Linked DNA regions of Mus musculus: region 2 is linked to region 1. The links are chromatin contacts, called in public HiChIP or PLAC-seq maps. All regions are on one chromosome and are shown on one strand. The core of a region is the stretch at or near the end of the contact, and the rest is flanking DNA. Distances in the headings are between cores, read along the strand shown.

Evidence for each region. HiChIP or PLAC-seq counts read pairs in DNA pulled down with a chosen protein or histone mark.
Region 2: a contact with region 1 is called in an H3K27ac HiChIP or PLAC-seq map of heart atrium, with 5 read pairs. The contact joins two enhancer-like sites. A contact is called at or near these places in 4 of 484 Hi-C or Micro-C datasets (the Ba/F3 cell line, the HPC-5 cell line, bone marrow-derived macrophages and 1 more), 5 of 115 datasets of contacts at active chromatin or transcription factors (embryonic basal ganglia, embryonic fibroblasts, heart atrium and 2 more) and 2 of 9 other capture datasets (adipose tissue and liver).

The regions. Positions count from the first base shown.
Region 1 is chr3:121,888,988-121,893,504 of GRCm38.p6, forward strand. No RefSeq gene overlaps it. Among named protein-coding and RNA genes, the nearest start is that of Gm34050, 12 kb to the right of the region's middle. Within about 2 kb of position 2,559, at least 35 of the 459 cell types and tissues checked have an H3K27ac peak or open chromatin away from gene starts, as enhancers often do. A contact at or near this core is called in adipose tissue and heart atrium, where this site is marked.
Region 2 is chr3:122,086,437-122,090,953 of GRCm38.p6, forward strand. It overlaps Abca4 (ATP-binding cassette, sub-family A (ABC1), member 4), which reads left to right. Exons shown (of 50, transcript NM_007378.1): 10 at 123-239; 11 at 858-1,055. Among named protein-coding and RNA genes, the nearest start is that of Gm40138, 38 kb to the right of the region's middle. Within about 2 kb of position 2,060, at least 101 of the 459 cell types and tissues checked have an H3K27ac peak or open chromatin away from gene starts, as enhancers often do. A contact at or near this core is called in adipose tissue and heart atrium, where this site is marked.

The sequences.
Region 1 (4,517 bases), core at 1,309-3,808:
TGCAAGACAAGGCAGTATTATTGACTCGATAGCTTTTTTTTCCCTCCACTAAGGACTTGGCTCCTCTTTAAGTCATCTTAGTTTATTTGAGGGGAAATCCTAATGGCCCTTGATTTGTCACTGTTAGCACACTGTTACCGTGTTAGACGCCTGTGCTTGCCCACACCCCCAAGAAAGAAAAGATGCTAAAATTAATTCAAATAAAATCTCATGTAAAACTGATCAAGTTCCCAGTGCCAGCCCTCACGCACTGTCACCCTAAGGTATTCCAGGAATCTCTTCGGGGTGTCTGTCTGGAAGGCCTTTTTTCCATCACTGTCTACTTCAGATTGTCTGCCTCACTTTTACACCCTCTTGCTATTGTTCCAAACACAGAACCAACCCCTCTCCCCCGTTTCTTCTTTTTGAAGCGTGCTGGCTTTAGAAATCGGAGGCATCTGTTTTTCCTAGGGTACCTTTAGCTCATTCTCTGTGTGTGACACTTCTTCCTTTATTAGTTTGGAGCAGTCAATTCCTTTCCAGAACTGGACTCTTAAGAATCCTGAGATTGCCTTATTATCCACTTTGTCCCTAAGTCAGCCCTTTGTAGTAGTATCTGCTCTTCTAATCCTATTTAGCATCTTCATTCTGCTTTATAATCACCTCTCCCTGCTCCTCTGCCCCCTTTAAATGACTGAGCTGCACGTGACTTAACCTCCTCTTTCCTTCCTTACTTTAGCGTCTTGATTAATTAAGCCTGAGAGTTTCCTAGATTTCTTCTGACTAAGTAACAAGTTGTAAGAAAAAAAAGAAAACCAAACCAAACCAAACAAACCAAGCAAACACCAGAAACAAAACAAACTCTAAGATTTTCATTTGGGATTCAATCATTTTCTGCATGCCAAAAATCATGTGTAATAAACACATTGGGTTTTTAAAACTTGAAATTCTTCAGGGTTTTGTTGTTGTTGTTTGGGGGTTATTGTTTGTTTGTTTTTGAGACAGGGTTTCTCTGTGTAGCCCTGGCTGTCCTGGAACTCACTCTGTAGACCAGGCTGGCCTCGAACTCAGAAATCCACCTGCCTCTGCCTCCCGAGTGCTGGGATTAAAGGTGTGTGCCATCACTGCCCAGGTCAAATTCTTATTTTTATGAAACAATCTCACTTCCCCTTTCCACTCCACCCTATCATTATCTTTGGTTATAGAATGTGCTATGATCTTAAATAATCTTGATACTCATCACAATAACTTTCAAATGCCTTTACAGTTCTTATCTTGTTTTCCTAATATTTTTATCTAAGGCTAATACCTGCGCTTCTTGTGTAAGTTGGCATAAATATTTTCCCACCCAATCCAACCTTAGATGTGTGGTTTTTTTTTTCCAGGCTGAGCGTGGAGAGGGAAAAATTGAACAATTGCTCTGTTCTCACAATAACTTTGCAGACATTCTGGTATTCATATCAACCATGGAGCAATCAAAGAACGCCGTGAATAAAGCTATCTGCTTCAGAGCGAGACTTTGGGAGATAAAGGGGTTAAAATATGAGCTCCAGAACCCAAGAAAAGCAGCATTTCTCAGGGACTTCTATCGATTCCTCTGGGCCTGGGGGGGTGGGGGGTGGGGGGGGGGCAGGCCTCCTTTGTCGCAGGCCTGTTTCCTCTGATTGTCATTCATTCTGTATTCCTTCCTGCTCCTCTGTCATGGCTAATTGTCACACACACACACACACACACACACACACACACACACACACACACACACACACACACTGCAGGCTTTTAATTTCCTCCTGTTAGAGCCGGAACACTTCCTCAGCAATTTCTGACCCAGCAGGCTGGTTTCATTTCTACTCTCCCTTGGTTTGCCTGCCACCAAAATGGAAGTCCTGTTTCCTCTGTGGCTGCAACCAAACCCAGTCATTCTGGGACAGTCGTGGCGATAGGGAACTATGGCTAGCCTGGGTTCTGTGGTCATTTTAATGGACGTCCAGTTAGACCCACCGGTAAGGTTGGAAGCTGCCAGGGTTCACCATGGTCGCCTCAGCTCATCCTCCCAAACAGCCTTTTGGTTCATTTTATCACACACATATATATCTTCCAAATGAAAATTGTAATTTATTCTATGTAGCACATCCATCCACAAGAGAAATTTTCCAAGTGACATTTTGAGCAAGCCTCTTTTCAGAGAAAAAAAAAGACTGCGCTCCCCCCCCCCACCTCCACCCCCCACCCCCCACCTCCCACCGGGTCCTAAAGCCCAGGGGTAAACTAAAGACCTCCACCACGACTCGCAGACTCACCAATTGCCTTTGCCTTGGATTACAAACTGAAGCTTAATTTCTACAACCACAGCCTCTAAAACAAGCAAACAAGCTCCTTCCATCTATTAGACTGGAAACGGGGGGTTTTATATTAAATATGGAGCATTAGACAATGACACAATGTGGCGCAAACCCACTGATGATATGCGGCTCTCTTCCCGCGTGGCACTGATGCTTCTGTTCGCTTTTAGTGTAGGGTAAAGGGCCTGGAGTGTCTTCTGATGAAGTGGACTGGCCGCTTTTGTTTTAAGGATCTGATTACACCTGACAGAACTGAAACCGGACTCTGGCACAGCTCAGCCAAGCCTTATCTCCCACCAGCCACTCACTGCAGGAATGTCACTGACGGTGTCACCTTTGATTTCCCTTTGTACAATGCTTAGCATGGCAACAACAATTTAAAACAAAAAACAAAAACAAAAAAAAACCACAAAGCAAAAAGTTACTTTTCCCCTTCAAATTAGTTCCAAAATGACTTCTCCTTTCCACTTTTTTTTTTTAAAAATATGGGTCATCGCTATAAGATTTTCTTTTGAGTTTAATCTTGATGTCCCTGGGGAGAGAGTCTCATCGTTCAAGAATAATCTCATTTATTAAAAATCTGCCTAAGACAATGGTTCACATAACCTGGACTGGGGCAGTGATTTTGTGGTATTTGGACCCGGTGTCTACAAAAATATTTGTACACCAGATGCTGAAGTGTTTAGAGCAATCATCCCAAACAAGTTTTAAACGTTCACACACATAAAACACGGTAGGCAGAGAATGAGCATCACCAGTTTTTTTCCCATTGGTGCCGCATGAGTAATGCTTATTACTGGGTAGGAATTGTAAGGCACTGTCAGGTCTGAAAACTGCAAGTAGCGCTGAAAATATTTTCTCCTCTGTATAACACAGGCCGTAAGTACAACTCACTTTAACAGCTCGCCAACTAACTGCGCATGGCTTCTAAGAGCTTAGTTATAATGAAGCGTTTGCTGCGTAGACATGAGGACCCTAACCCAGATTCCGGAGGCCGTGAGAAATAGCGCAGTGTGGTGGAGATACACTTGTTGTTCAGTGTTTAAGGGGGCAGAGACAGCCACATCCCTGGGCTTTGCTCATCAGCAGTCCAACGTGATGAGAAAGCTCTAGACTCACTGAGATCCTGTCTCAATGAACCAAGTGGCTGAGCAATGACACCCAGGGCTCACCTCAGACATTCACTTGTATGATTACTGTACAGGCATGTGTGCACGCACTTAAAATCATCCTGCCGGTGACACTGTCTGGTCTGAGAGGAAGCCTGGTTAGACTGGATCAGCAGCCCACCGCCCCAGCCATAAATCCAAAATGGCTTCTCCCCAGGTTGATGTCAGGTTTTGTTGTTTTCTTTCGTGATGGAGACTAGAACCCAGAACTTTGGGCATGCTAAGTGGGTACCACTCAGGACATCTTCTTAAGCTTTTGACTTTGGTTTCAACAGTCAGTTCTCAGCTATGTGCTTTACAGGATGGGGAGGTGTACAAGGGCAAAAACTAATAGGAAAACTAAGTTTTTTATAGCTGGGGAATTTGCGGTATGTTGGTGGGAGGGCTGTCACTGATGTCACAGACTGTGGCCCTGCTCCATTAACCCTGGTTGATCATTTGTTGTCATATGAGAGCAGAGGAGGACTGTCTTCTGAAGATAACCTAGCGCTTGCTTGCCCATGGGTACACCTAGGTCTATATCTTTCCAAGGATGAGTTCAGGCGGGCATCTGGCTTGTTTGGAATCTTGGTTTTTTTTTTACAAGTGGATACCAAGCTCTTAGGTGCCACCCTGTGTCTAATCAGCAACACAGAGTTTTGCCATGTGGCTGCCAACAAACCTCATGCCTGACATTGCTGATGCTCCTTCTTATGTAAGCCTGATGGGAGATGGGACATTTACAGAGCAATGGAGGTAGTCCTATGTTCTTTAAGCAGTACATGTATTTATTTACTTTTCTATTTGTGTGTGCACATGTCAGGATATGCTTTTGGAAGTCAGAGAACAACCTGTGGGAGCTGCTTCTCTCCTACGACGTGAGTTCCAGGGAAACAAACTCAGGTCACCAGACTTGGCAGCAAGCACCTTTACCCACCGAGCCATCTCACTGACCCTGGCCATCCACGTCTTTAAGGCATTTTAAATCTTATCCTGAATCAACTCAGATAATTAAAGATCAGCATGCTTGAGAGACATCATCTTGCCC
Region 2 (4,517 bases), core at 810-3,309, 200 kb after region 1:
AAGAGGAGGAGGAGAAAGAGCTTTGCCTTAATATAACACCTTAAAGGTTTATGGTGAGGGCTAAAAGACAGAAGCAAAGGTTCTTACAATTTCTTCTGTTTGTTTCTGTGTGTCTATTTTAGGCCAACTCAACTTTTGAAGAACTGGATCGAGTTAGGAAGTTGGTAAAAGCCTGGGAGGAAGTGGGGCCCCAGATCTGGTACTTCTTTGAGAAGAGCACACAGATGACCGTGATCCGAGTAAGGATGCTCACAACATAGGATGGGGAGGGCCGTAGAGATAGTTCATTCCAACTTCAGCCAGGCCAAGCTATAGCGACAGAACCTCAAGCACTAGCCTGGAAATGTCACCAAGTGGCATCTCTGGTGTTGAGTGGGGAATAGGCTTCTTAAATTCTGTGGGACAATTTAAAAGTTGCCACAAGGTCAGTATTTTTCCCATGAATTCTCTTGAAGGCCTCAGGTTCAAAGAGGTGTCTCCTCAAAAGGCCAGCTCTATACTGCTAAGATGGTCACTTTTGTCTGTCTGGCCTCATTTGCAATTTTGTAAAGCTCAAGAGGCAAGAGCTCTCAATAGCAAGGCAATTAAAATGAGAACAAAGCAGAAGGCCATAAAAAGGAAATCTTCTATGTTATTTTTACATGCTCAGCAATACTTCTCCCATACTCTGCCTTGCCTCTCCTCTACATAGAAGCCTTTGTGTTAGAATAAGACAATAGAAGTTCAAGCCTCCTGGCTTGTTTAGTGAGCCTTCACGTCTCAATCAGTAATCATTAAAAATCTGACATGATCTGAGACTAAGGCCAAAGAGCCTGTGGAATTCTTAATTTCTGAGACATAATGTTCTTCTTCCCAAGGACACCCTGCAGCACCCAACCGTCAAAGACTTCATAAATAGGCAGCTCGGAGAAGAAGGCATTACCACCGAAGCCGTATTAAACTTCTTCTCTAACGGTCCCCAAGAGAAGCAGGCTGATGATATGACCAGCTTTGACTGGAGGGACATATTCAACATCACTGACCGATTCCTACGCTTGGCTAATCAATACCTGGAGGTAAGAGACAGCAATCCTCCTGAGGACCATAGTGAGCCTCTTAAAGATAACGTCATGGGTGAGGCTAGAGACCTGTTAGCCAGTCAGCTGGTGTTGGATTCAGTCTTTCATCCTTCCCACATAGACATAAGGGTCCACGGCCATCTGACAGCATCTTCTCTTCTAGACTTGCATGCAATTGTCCTCACCTCTCGCTAACTTCATGACTCCTCTGGCTCTCTCCTTTTCCCTTTCAGCACACATCCATTCCTAGATATCTCCTGTCTGCCATTGTTCCAATGACCTTCTGTTGGCCAGTATCCACCAAACCTTGAGTCTGAGTCTCGTCGATTACTGGACACCCTTACTCCAAAGTCTTAAGGGCATGTCAGATTCAGCATGTGTCAAAAAATAAACTCATGTTCTCCTTTCCTAGTAAATTCCTGCACTTCTAGTGCCAATTAATTTCAGTAGCCTTTTCAGATTCTTAAGCCAAGAACTTCATCTTTAATTTTCCTTTCTCTTTCACTGTCAGAGAGAGTGGTTCTAGACCGAGTATTACATGGTGCCACTTCTGTGCTGCATGTTTTTGTATCCACATGCCTTATCTCGTCCCCCAGCAATCCCATAGAGCATGTAGTGTTATCGCTGCCAGTACATAGACATAGAAGCCAAGGCTTAAAGAGGTTGAATAAGATCCCACAGCCATTAGGAGTACCAAACAGAGTCCAAATTTGGGTGTGCCTGAATTCAGAGCCAGCCCTGATGACCTCTTTCTTCCCCTGCCACGCCCAGTCACGGTGCTCTGTCTGTTTTCGACCTCCCAATTATCTCTCAACTCTACATCTTGCTCTCTGGGCTCTGGAGGGCTTGAGGCCTTGTACCAGCCTGTCTGAGCAGCTTTCTCCCTGGATTCCAGGGTTTGCGCTGTGTTAATCCAGGCATCCCTCCACGCAGACACCAGCATCACATTCCAAACACACATCTGCTTGCATCACTCAAATGTTTAAAGCCCGAATGACTCAACGCAGAAGCATCCAGCCTGTTTCTCTCCATTGGTAATGCCTCAGCTGCTGACAGCCCTCAGCACTCATCCTTGCACCAGAAAATTCCACAGAAGGAGGGGAACGCCTTTCTCACAGCATAAGCAATACCCCCAAAGGGCCTCCTCCCACGCCCCACTCCCTCTATCAGACTTCTGGGTCTTAATGCCTGGGGAGGGGAGTAGTTCTGACTGGGAGGCCTGGAACACATGCCACTGTGGGGGACTTTAAGCAAGATTCCTATGAAGTGAGGGAGGCATTGTCCCAAAAGAAGATGAAATGTGTGTCTGCTCAAGCCTATAGTGACTTTTTCTTTTGCTACCATCTACCTGTTCATTCTTGTTTGTTTTCTTTGTGGTACTGGGGGTAGAACCCAGGGCCTCATACAGGCCAAGCAAGTGCCCCACCACAGAGCTGCTGAGTCTCTTCAGTCCTACACATCTGCAATTTGAGACTTTGCCCTCAGGTCTTCCTTCTGCTGTCTCACAGGCTTGGAAATTCATTCCTTCATGATCTGCAGCCCTCCCCTCAGACCCTTCAGGCTCCTTTTCAAGTTCAAGTAGGAATAAGCTGTCTGTGTGTCCATCTCGGGCTTGACCGTCAAGATGGGTTACCTGGCATTAGTGGGCACATTTTAGTCATCTTCAGAGCTCAACCTCACAGCCTCCAAGATTTTCACACCTAAAGGTTGATCGCACCCAATGGGCTGGGCCTCAGCCTCCAAAAAACTAAGGCCATTAGGAGGCTGAAGTTTCTTCTAGAAACTGGAAAGGGAGTTAATCCGAGGCCTCTAGGAATGAGCTCTTCTGTCCCAGATGGTGAGTCCTCAGAATAACTCACTGGTGAGAAAAGGCCTGGCTCTGTGTTCTTGGCTGCTCTTGAGGACTCCCGCTGCCCCGGGGCCACGGCATTCCCTAGACCCTCCTTCTCTAGAACCCTGACGCTGACATCACTGCACACGCTCCTGAGGCATCTTCTTAGCTAGTACGAAGCATGGTGGCCGAAGCACCCGAGTTGAAGCAATCCCCATCTTACCTGAAGACAATAATGACCTTGGATGCTTTTTCTAAAACATATTCTGAGCACCAACCCAGACCAGCTGACTCAGAAGTCCCCTTGATTGCCCTGGTACTGCACGTATACTTACAGATCTGGGGCATTTACAGTGACCAATTGATCTCTTCCTTTCTTGCAGTTAAGCCCCCATCCCCAGGCCCACCATTGCTACCGCTGCCCCGTTGTCTTAATCTTAGGCAGACAGAGCCTGCGCATGGGTATGGGTCTGCCAGAGAGCTGATTTGCTCCTATACTGGTTCTCAGCAATGGTTTTGTGAGGTATAGGAAGAATAACTCTTGTCTTTGACTTGACTTTGTATTGTGTATGAAAAATTCCTTTCTTCCTTCTCTCCTTCACTCCCTTCCCCTCCCTCCCTTTGTGTTTCCCTCTCTCCCTTCTTTCTTTCCTTCCTTCCACACCCTACCAACTGACCTATATACCCCAGCCCTAAAGGAATTGTTTTTTTCTAAGCATCTTGTGTTTAATACAGTAGCAATAGATGCGTAATGAGTGTCATTCTCTTAAACAGTTAAGAATTAAGTCTCTGGGTTGAGATTTCGCTAGACTCAATTATCTACTGTTTGTTCCTCCGTCTGCATAGTTGTGAAATGTGGATTTTAGGAGTATTGACCCGATACTTGGCTGGTTCTGATAATTAAATGAGCTATTTCATGCAAGACACTGTCATATAAGAAGCACTAATCACTGTCAAATCTTAATCGAAGTACCAAAGAACCTGGCCTAAGTGGAATCTGGCCCCCAGCTGGTGGTGAGCTCTGTGCTCATGAAACTGCTGACCATATATCTAGTTTCTCAGCCACTGTGACTTCCCCAGGGCTTTGACGTACAGATCACTGTGACCAAGAGTCAGTGGCCTCCCCGTGGGGACCCCTACAAGGCTTTTGATAAAGGCTGTGGTAATGATTCGGTTTCTTATCATATTGCCCTTGGGTGGGGGTGGTAGTGGTGAGGGAAGCAAAGAGTTAAGGGACAGGAAGGAGAAGTCAGAGTGGGAGAGACAGTGAGGGACAGGGGCCACAGCGGTCTGCCTCAGCTCTTCAGCATCTGCTCTTGTGTTTTGGGCTATCTGGAGGAGCCTTGAAAACCCTGAGTAGCACGCTTGCCGTGGAACCCCTCTCTGATAGTTGTAAAGGTTTCTCCAGGACAGGGAAGCTAGTGTGTTGCCACCATGCCTTATTTAAGAATGCCAGCTCGGTACCTCCTTTTCAATCATGGGACTTGCACTAATGAGTGTGGAACACTTCCTCATGGGACAATCTAGGAGCCTACATCCGTGCCTATTCTAAAAACAGAAAACAAACCAAAAACACTTATGGAAAATTAGGCAAATGAATTCTGTTACCCATAACAATGGGATGCTTA